2 separate regions of the Mus musculus genome follow, and region 2 is linked to region 1. The links are chromatin contacts, called in public HiChIP or PLAC-seq maps. All regions are on one chromosome and are shown on one strand. Each heading gives the region's core, a stretch centred on a gene start, on an enhancer-like site or on the middle of the called end of the contact. The rest is flanking DNA. Distances are from core to core; before and after follow the strand shown. Region 1 overlaps Fndc3b (fibronectin type III domain containing 3B). Region 2 overlaps Pld1 (phospholipase D1).

Evidence for each region. HiChIP or PLAC-seq counts read pairs in DNA pulled down with a chosen protein or histone mark.
Region 2: a contact with region 1 is called in an H3K27ac HiChIP or PLAC-seq map of microglia, with 5 times the contacts expected there. The contact joins two enhancer-like sites. A contact is called at or near these places in 1 of 484 Hi-C or Micro-C datasets (bone marrow-derived macrophages) and 1 of 115 datasets of contacts at active chromatin or transcription factors (microglia).

What each region holds. Positions count from the first base shown.
Region 1 is chr3:27,451,489-27,455,805 of GRCm38.p6, reverse strand. It overlaps Fndc3b (fibronectin type III domain containing 3B), which reads left to right. Exons shown (of 26, transcript NM_173182.3): 22 at 4,212-4,317. Among named protein-coding and RNA genes, the nearest start is that of Gm32738, 29 kb to the left of the region's middle. Within about 2 kb of position 2,110, at least 42 of the 459 cell types and tissues checked have an H3K27ac peak or open chromatin away from gene starts, as enhancers often do. A contact at or near this core is called in microglia, where this site is marked.
Region 2 is chr3:28,078,569-28,082,885 of GRCm38.p6, reverse strand. All of the region lies in intron 16 of Pld1 (phospholipase D1), which reads right to left. Among named protein-coding and RNA genes, the nearest start is that of Gm42196, 96 kb to the left of the region's middle. Within about 2 kb of position 2,600, at least 3 of the 459 cell types and tissues checked have an H3K27ac peak or open chromatin away from gene starts, as enhancers often do. A contact at or near this core is called in microglia, where this site is marked.

The DNA of each region.
Region 1 (4,317 bases), core at 861-3,360:
GAAAGCAACCTGGAACTGGCACACAGACAGGAAACTGATATACCGCTGTTGAGCACACGCTGACTCTGCTTCCTGTCTCCACTTACACAGTCCAGGATCCCGCTCCTGGGATAGTGCCACCCCTACACATAAATCTATTGTCCCCACAGTCAGGCCCCAAGGCCACGTTCCTAGTGAGGTCGGGTCTTTCAAGTTGATCGTTTACTGTATCAAGACCATTCCGGGCTGCTTACCTTTAAGCTTCTGTCTGGGAGCACACACTGTACCATCAGGAGCACTGGTTCATAGTCTGACCCTAAGATTATTAGTTATCACACATATCCTTTACATTATTAACTTGGGTTTTCCCTTTTATATACATACGCTCAATATACTGGGACTCCCAGGTCAGTATCCGTTTCTTCCCATGTATTCAAAAGTGACTTCTGAACACTGCTTCTTTGGGGCGGAAGGATGCTCAGGGGAGATGGAAGGATCGTCGCCACAGGTGCTGCCCTGAGGCAGCCTGTCTTGGAGCACATTTCAGCTTCAGTAGATAAAGAAGCTCATGTAGCCGTGCTCAGGCCTGCAGCAAGTGGCGCAGGAGACATATACTTAGTGTCCTGGCCTCCTGGCAGAGGTGTTCCCTGTGTAAATTAATTTTCCAGATGAACCAAAGCCTTTTCTCTTGTGTTTGGGGGCCTGCTTCATCATAAACATTTCTCATTAAATGCCTTTGTTGGGCAATGCCCTCTGTTCCTTTGTGAATGGGCCATGCGTGGTGTCATTAGCCCTGTGTCAATGAATGCAGGTCACAGCACATTATCTGATCCCATGTCAATGAGGCTGAGTCACTGGAGGAAGGTACAGGGAGCAACCAGCACATTGCTGTCCGTTAGAGCCCTGTCCTGTGTTTCCAGAGCCTCGCCGCTTTAGTTCTGTGCCCTCTGCCTCCCTCTTTCCTGTAGGATCATGTTTTTGCTCAGTATTGACTTCCCTAAACTATGTTTTAAAAGACACCACGATCAGAATAGAACCTGCAAAATAATAGCCCTGTGTCTCTGGGTTGGCAGTCAGGGGTAGAAAGTGTTTTTAAATGCCTGTGCTTGTCTGAATTGAATCAGACCCTACCTGTGGCAGGAGGTTAGCACTTCTTGTACCTCCATTACTGGGCTGAAGAAAGGCTGCCAGGAGCAAGCCTCGCCCATCTGCTGACTTCCTGTCACCCGTGAGCTATATAAACACTGCAGATTGCGGTCACTTGACATTACCTTGTGGTCAAGCCAACCCTGAATATTCTTTTGAATTATTTGACATTTCAAAATATCATTTTCATAACTATACAGTTTGGTATTTAGCCATTTCTTGTTTTGCTCAGGAATTTGTGACTTGTTCCTTGAGGATATCTGAATTAAGGAGTGTCATGTCATTAAGAAGTGTCAGTGTGCCGCTCCCCGCTGCCCCAACCATGCACACACACAAAAGAAATACCAAAGAGGCACTTGTCATGGCTGTAGTACTGTTTAGTAAAAGCTGATTTTACGTTTCCTTTGTAAGCTCTGAATTAGAAGTCTGTAAATCAAGAGTCTTCGACACAGCCAAGCCTGCTGTGGGCAGAGAGAGCGACAGTGGGCAGACCCCTGGGGCGGAAAGGAGCAGGGCTGGGAATGTGGGTGGGTCTGATTAGGCCTCAGTGGTTCACAGTGCTGTCCTGAGGATACTCTCCAGGTCGGTTCTGCCTTTCAACTTTTTTTTTTCTTTTTAGATTTTATTTATTTTTATTATATATGTTTGAGTGTTTACCTGACTGCTTGTCTGTGTCCCGTGTGCATGCAGTACTCACATGGGCCTGAAGAGGGACTATAGTTACAGGTAGTTGTGAGCTTCCCCATGGGCCCTGGCAAGTGAACACAGGTCCTCTGGAAGTGCGGCCGGTGTGCCTACCCACTGAGCCGGCTGTGTCTCCAGCCCCAGTCGCCTGGTTTCTTATCGTTACCCTCAAGCAAGTGAAAAGTGGTTTCTAGAGGAAGCAGATGTTCCTTTTCCTGTTCCTTTTCCTGTAGTCCTTCTGTGAGCCTAAAACTAGCACAAATAAGTTTAGAAAAATTGGGGAACTGCTGCTTTGTTGGCGTTTTCCCACTGGGGAGTTAAGGTGCCTGGTGTGGGCCTGGGTAGCTTTCCCCACACTTCCCCTGCTAAGCAGTACAGCCTGGACAGTCATCCCGTGACTCAGCGTTCCCACCCCATCTGCTCACTGAGGGACCAGGCCGCAGACGACTGTACCTGTTAAATGATGCCCTGGAGATCTGAGCTGAATTCCCACTGTGAAAGCCTTCTCCCTCCCCGCCCACTGCCAAGAGCATCCAGGCTGCCACACAAGGCTTCAGCTGCAATCTCCAGCACAGCAAAAGAACAGAAATTAAATTAGATCTTAAAATATAGATTCATAAAATAGTTTGTTAGGCTAGAGTTCTTAGGGGAAAGGCTGAGGGGGTCATAATGAAACAGTACTATCTCAGAACCTTATCATCCAGAGCTAGTGGGGGTTCGTGGAAGCAAATATCCTTAGTCTGTCTTCTGTTTTGGGTGCTCTGTTGGTCTTCAGTTAATAAATGAAAGAACCTTAAGCTTTGTTTTAGGCCCTAAAAATTAGAATTTATCTCCCTAGTTTTTCTATTTCTCTGGATTAAATGAATCTGGCTTTTATCTTTTGAAAGAAATGTTTCCTTTCCCCGAGTGTATCAGTGTTCTACATGTGTGTGTATAAATGCATCACATATCTCCAGTGCCTCCTGAGGCCAGTAGCCAAATCTCCTGAAAGGAGAGTTACAGCAGACGTGGGTGCTGGGAATCAAACCTGGACCCTCAGCCACAGCACCAACTGTCCAGGCCTGGTTTTCCTCTTGTTATAAGAAAGCTGCCAAATATTTTATTCTTTGAAAGAGAAGAATATTTGTATAACATTTAAGGAGCATGTCTTCCATAGCAGGCGTTGTTTGAGTTGTCACGTTTTACAGTGAAGCAGGCACACAAATCCATTAACTATGTTAGTGATGAGCTGTGAGTGACGATGGGAAGGGACCATGGAGGTTGGGATAAGAAGTGATTACACTTAGATGCTCAGCCAGACTTTGTAGGGAAGACCTGAGATGAACAGTGTCAGGGAGAAAGGCTGGGCATGAGGAGCAAAGGCACAGGTCCTGGGCGGGCATCAAGGGGTGCTTGACGTCCGTGAGGAGCGTCCAGGAGCCAGTAGAGCCAATGACATTAAGAGCAGTGGACGAAGAAGTCCAAGAGCTGTTGGGTGTGTCTGAGATGCAGTGACGGGCAGCATACAGCTTCTCTCTGTGCTTCTGTAATACAGGGCTTGCATCTTCATCCTGAGTAAGGTGGAATCCATCAAAAGGGTCTAAACTAAACTCCCTGACTCCTGGCTAGAGAAGGGAGCTCAGGGTAAAAGCACATAGTGTTCTTCCAGTGGACCCGAGTTCAAGTCCCAGTCCTGGTACAGCCACCTATACCTCCAGCTGCAGGGATCCAACTCCCTCTGACCACGTTGGTCACATGTGTACACATGTGGCATATACTCAGATACATACATGTAAATAAAAATGAAAAGCAGAGTAAGTCCTGACTTGCATCTAATCTCTGAGTATAGGCTCTAGGGCAGAGTCTGTGCAGATACCAGGGAGGGTAATGACACTACCTAGAGAGAAGGTAGGTGGGTTAGCCTGACTTCTGATATTTTGAAGGGCAAGACATGGTTATGAGAGGAAAACAGGTGTCCCCAGGAACTCTGTGCCCCAACAGCCTGGAGGATGTGGAATGCGGTGGGAGATGCAGTGGGAGGAATGGGGACCACTGCCAGACTCTGCCCCCGACCCTGTCTCCACTCTGTGTCCTGGAGGCGCCCCTCAGTGCCCTCCTGGACTCACCCTCTGTGTGCCTTGTACTGAACTGGGAAGAGCTGTGCAATAATAGATCTGTGGTGCCAACTGTGTGTGCAGAAGAGTTGTCCCTAAGAACAGGGTACACATATGCCACTCTGGACCTCGGGACAGAGCTGGAGAACAGTTAAGGATGACCTCTGACCTTCACATGTACATGCATGTACACATGAACATACACATTCACCACATATTCCAAAAAACAAACCTTAACATTTGCTAATGTGGAGGTTCTAGCATGTGAGATGGCATGGTGTGACTTGGCCACACTCTTCTTTTTTCCAGGCCTTCAATCCAGCAGGCGCAGGGCCATATAGTGAGCTTGTCCACTGCCAGACACCAGCCTCTGCCCCCGACCCTGTCTCCACTCTGTGTGTCCTGGAGGAGGAGC
Region 2 (4,317 bases), core at 1,351-3,850, 630 kb before region 1:
ACTCTATAAACTCAATGGGGTCTTCATAGAGCATGTGTCACCAGAAACTGAGCTGTTCTGACATTCCTGGCTCCACTGGTCCACTCATGCGACACCTACACAAAGAGCTCACTGACATTCCCTGTGTTGCAGAGGCCTGATGGAAATGCTACATGACACAGGGTCTAGACACGGGGTATAGACAGTATTTTACCCACTAAACCCTCGCACATTCCAGTTTCTGAAGCACATCTGAGACCAGGGCTTCTCGTAGACCTCCGTGGGTTTGTCCCACTGAATGCTAAGGGCTGAGAAGTGAAAATAAATGCTTTTGGTATTTGCCAAATCTGTGCCCTATGATAAAACAGTATCCTGAAACCACTTCTCTCTCTTTTCTTAGTCTCTACCTTCCAAGTATTGTGTAGTGTTAGGGCTTGAACCCAGGGCCTCATGCATGTGAGGTAAGCATTTCTCTGAGCGACATCCCCAACACCTTACTTTTCGATCTATATTCATATTTAAGGGTGGTTCCAACCCACATCCTGAATGAGTTGTGTTTTAGAAACTATTCAGTCTTCAAACTTTGTAGATTTGCAATGGTGTATGATGAGGGTTTGAGGCCTTATTGGGGATCTGGTAAGATGGTTTCACTTGTAGCAAGAGTGCTGAGCAATGGTGTTACCAGTGTCCTAAGTGGTAAGTATTTTAAACTGTTTTCACTATCACCTAGCAGACAATACACATTTTTTGTTCTTTAGGGTCATTGTTGTTATCTTGTTTTGTTTTTACACAAGGGTCATTTGCCCTAGCAGGCTTTAAACTCACTATGTAAGAAAGACTGACCTTGAATTTGTTACAGTCCTCTGTCTCTGCCTACCAAATGCTAAGATTGCAGATACATGCCATGATATCTGCCATGGACCTTGAAGAGTCTTACACATCCTGCTCACTGCAGCCCAGACAAGAATCTTGAGAAGTCTTAGCTTACAGTCTATCCCCCTGATCAATGCAAAATCTGATACAAAGGAAAGAGCAGTGGATGACTTCCCAAATGGAAAAGGAATCAAATTTTGTATTTAACATTTTGTCAAGCAAAGCAATGTCAACCTGGAGTTCTCCTTCTTACAACATAATTTGGAAAAGAAGAAAAAATTCCTTGAGAATAGCTGAGTGATTGCTGAATTAAAAGACATGTTACAAAACCTACAATAGTCACTGACCTCATAAAGAGGAATTAAATGTAGTGTAGTCTCTCTGATTAAACTCTGCAGTCGTCTTACCTGTATTCTGCATATTGGCCTTTGTATGGCAAGACATTCTGTGAAAGTTTGCTATGTGGCTTCAATGTGTACACAGTTTATCACTATCTGCTGACTTATGTGCAACAATCTATCTGTGTAAGTAGCCTTATTGCTCAGCTTGCTAAGTGCATTTCATCTATTACATTCATTTCATCCACAGTACTTAGGGCAGTGGTTGGCATGTCATAGGAGCTCAGCATGTATTTATTCAATGAAGTACATAAGGAAGCTGGAGAGATGGCTCAGAGGTTAGCAGTACATACCGTTATTTCAGGGGACCCACGTTTGGGTCTCTCCCCCACCCCCACCCCCCTACTTCCTTATCATCCTCAGAGTCTGGAATCTTTGCTGTTTACTTCCTCCTTTTCTTTTAAACTTGTCTCCAGTCGATGAATGGAGGAGACAGTGAATGCCTGCCAAGGACTCTTTCCATCAGCACTGTGTCCTCAGATCATCACGTGGGTCTCACGCCCTCAACCAGGGCTTGGCCTAATGTGCCAGATACCTTTCTGCCTCCTTCCCGCTTGCTCCTTGTGCACACCACCAATTGTCAAAGTAAAGACCCCCTCTTTCACACTTCTGCAACCTTATTCTTCTATCTCATTTTGAACCTCAATTGTAAATCATCAACCACACACACCAGAAGAGACACTTTCCAGTTCTGCTCTTAATTTTTCTTTACAGCTACAGATATCCTGCCTTGGTCCCCTCAGTTTCCCAGAAGCTTCCAGCCCTCAGAACCTTGAGGCTCACACAGGTACAGACAGACATAGTGCAAGTTGTTCCTAAACTCATAAGTCAATCAAGAATTAGCCTTATGTTAAATTGTTAAGACATATAATATATTCCCATATAATATTTTCCACTTTAAATTGTGTATCAATATTGTTAGATTTATAAAACTACCAGTTATTCTGAGCTTCAGTTTATTACATATAGCTTATGCCCTTTAAATATTGCTAGGTCTGGGTCCATGTGACAGCTCAGTAGATAAATGTGCTTGCCACCAAGCCTAGAGACCTAAGTTCAATCTCTTGGCCTTTCATAGAAGAAAGAGAAAACAGCTCCTGCAAGATGTTCTCTGACCTCCACACAGACACCATGGTCTATACATATACACATAAGCACAGGAAAATAAACACATATAATTAAAAATAAGCCAATAACTGGGTTCCTGAAGAACATTTGGACTACTCTTCAAGTTCTAGCCTCATTGGTCAGGTGCCTGAAATTCATCCAGGCCTCTCAGCTGGGCTCCAACTTCCTAATCTAGCAGAACAGAATTGTAGCCTTGGAGTGGAGCCAAAGGACAAGATGTTGTTGGTGTTTCCATTTCTGCCTAGTTAGACATGTGGATGCTAAGCATGCGGATGCTGAGAAACTGGACCACACTGGGCAAATCCCTTGCCATCCCAGTCAAGGGCTCTGTGAAAAGGAGATGCTATCCCTGCTATCTCTGTCAAGTATCCCAGGTGTTCAAGGCAGTGCTGGGCCATCTGCACACTTGCTGGTGCCTTACTGTAGTGATTCCCCATCCTGAGGTGGGGAAGAGATTGCCAAAACCTTCCTCATTCTCTCCTCCGTAGTTTAGGCCCTGATTAATTCACTCTTTAGGAATCTGATTCTTCCCATAAAAGGTATCATATAACATTTTTTAACCATCCCCATGTAAAACATTCTAGTTCTAATCAAAAACCATCAACATTTTTCCAACAAATGAAGTTGCGTTTTCCTTGCTTTGTCTGGGACTCTGCCTCAGTGCACCCTTTTAACACCAGTCACATGCCTTAGCTGCAAGGGTCATTTCCTAGTAACAGGTAAGAAGTTGGTCTTTTCCACCCACGTGCCTTTGAGAGGTTCATTTCCTTCACCTGTAACACCTTTCTGTCCTCACCTAAGCTCTCCAGGTACTATCAGATCCAAGGACAGGCTCCCTCCTCAAAACATTTCCCTAGGTCAGCAAGAGGAAGTCCTTCTGCCTCAAACAGAGGTGTGTGTGTGTGTGTGTGTGTGTGTGTGTGTGTGTGTATGTGTGTGTGAGTGTCCATGCTATGAGACTATTATAGACCTTGTGCTAGGGGACTGTTCTGTGTGTCGCTGTCTCTCTCTTCACTGCTGGGGAATAGATCCTCAGGTGTACAGAGCTTGCACCTGTGCCCTTGCATGGAACAGGTCTAACCTAACATATGGGACAAGAAGACTGACCAGAGAGACAACACGAACACACACTCACTGTGGTCGGGCAGCAAAGGAAGCAACAAAAGCTGAAGCCCATGGGGTTCTGACACTAGCCAGTCACTTACCAGTGCTGTGCCTAGTGAGCCCCTGCTCAGACTCACTGGAAGGGTGAAAGAGTTTCAAGTGGGGCTTTAACCCATGGATTAAATTCTGATGACTTCTACAGTGGCTAAAATAACCTGGAGAAAGTTGAGAGTTCTTTTTTGTTTTACAAAGAAACATATTTACATATCTATGTCTATGTAACAAATTTTATAAACTTGAAAGCACACTTAATCATTTTTAGAATAAGCAGGTCTATAAACTCAGTCATAAGTTCTAGTGTGATAGAAAAACCACAGCACTTTAAGTAAAGGTATGTAAACTCATACAATATAGAATATCTAATGTCTGCTGATACAAGCTTGATATATTTCTGGATGAAAAAATAAATAAATGTATTCTATGAAGGTTTATAAAGGACACCTAATGCTCCTTTTCTCTTTATAACTTGTCATATTTTAGAAAGCTCTAGTCATTTTATAGCCATCAAAAGTATCAACAGTGGCTATGATTACATTGTATTAATAATAAATATGTTTTTAAAATGAGACAAAGGAGACAGGGGGGCATGGAGCCCAATAGGTAGAGTGCTTGCTTATATGCACAGAACCTGTTTAAGTCCCAGAACCTTATAAAACAGGCATGGTGGTGCACGCCTGTGATCCCAACATGGGAGAAACAAGAGCCCAAGATCAGTCTCTATCACACAGTGAGTTTGAGACCAGCCTGGGCTACATGAGACCCTGTCTCAAAACAC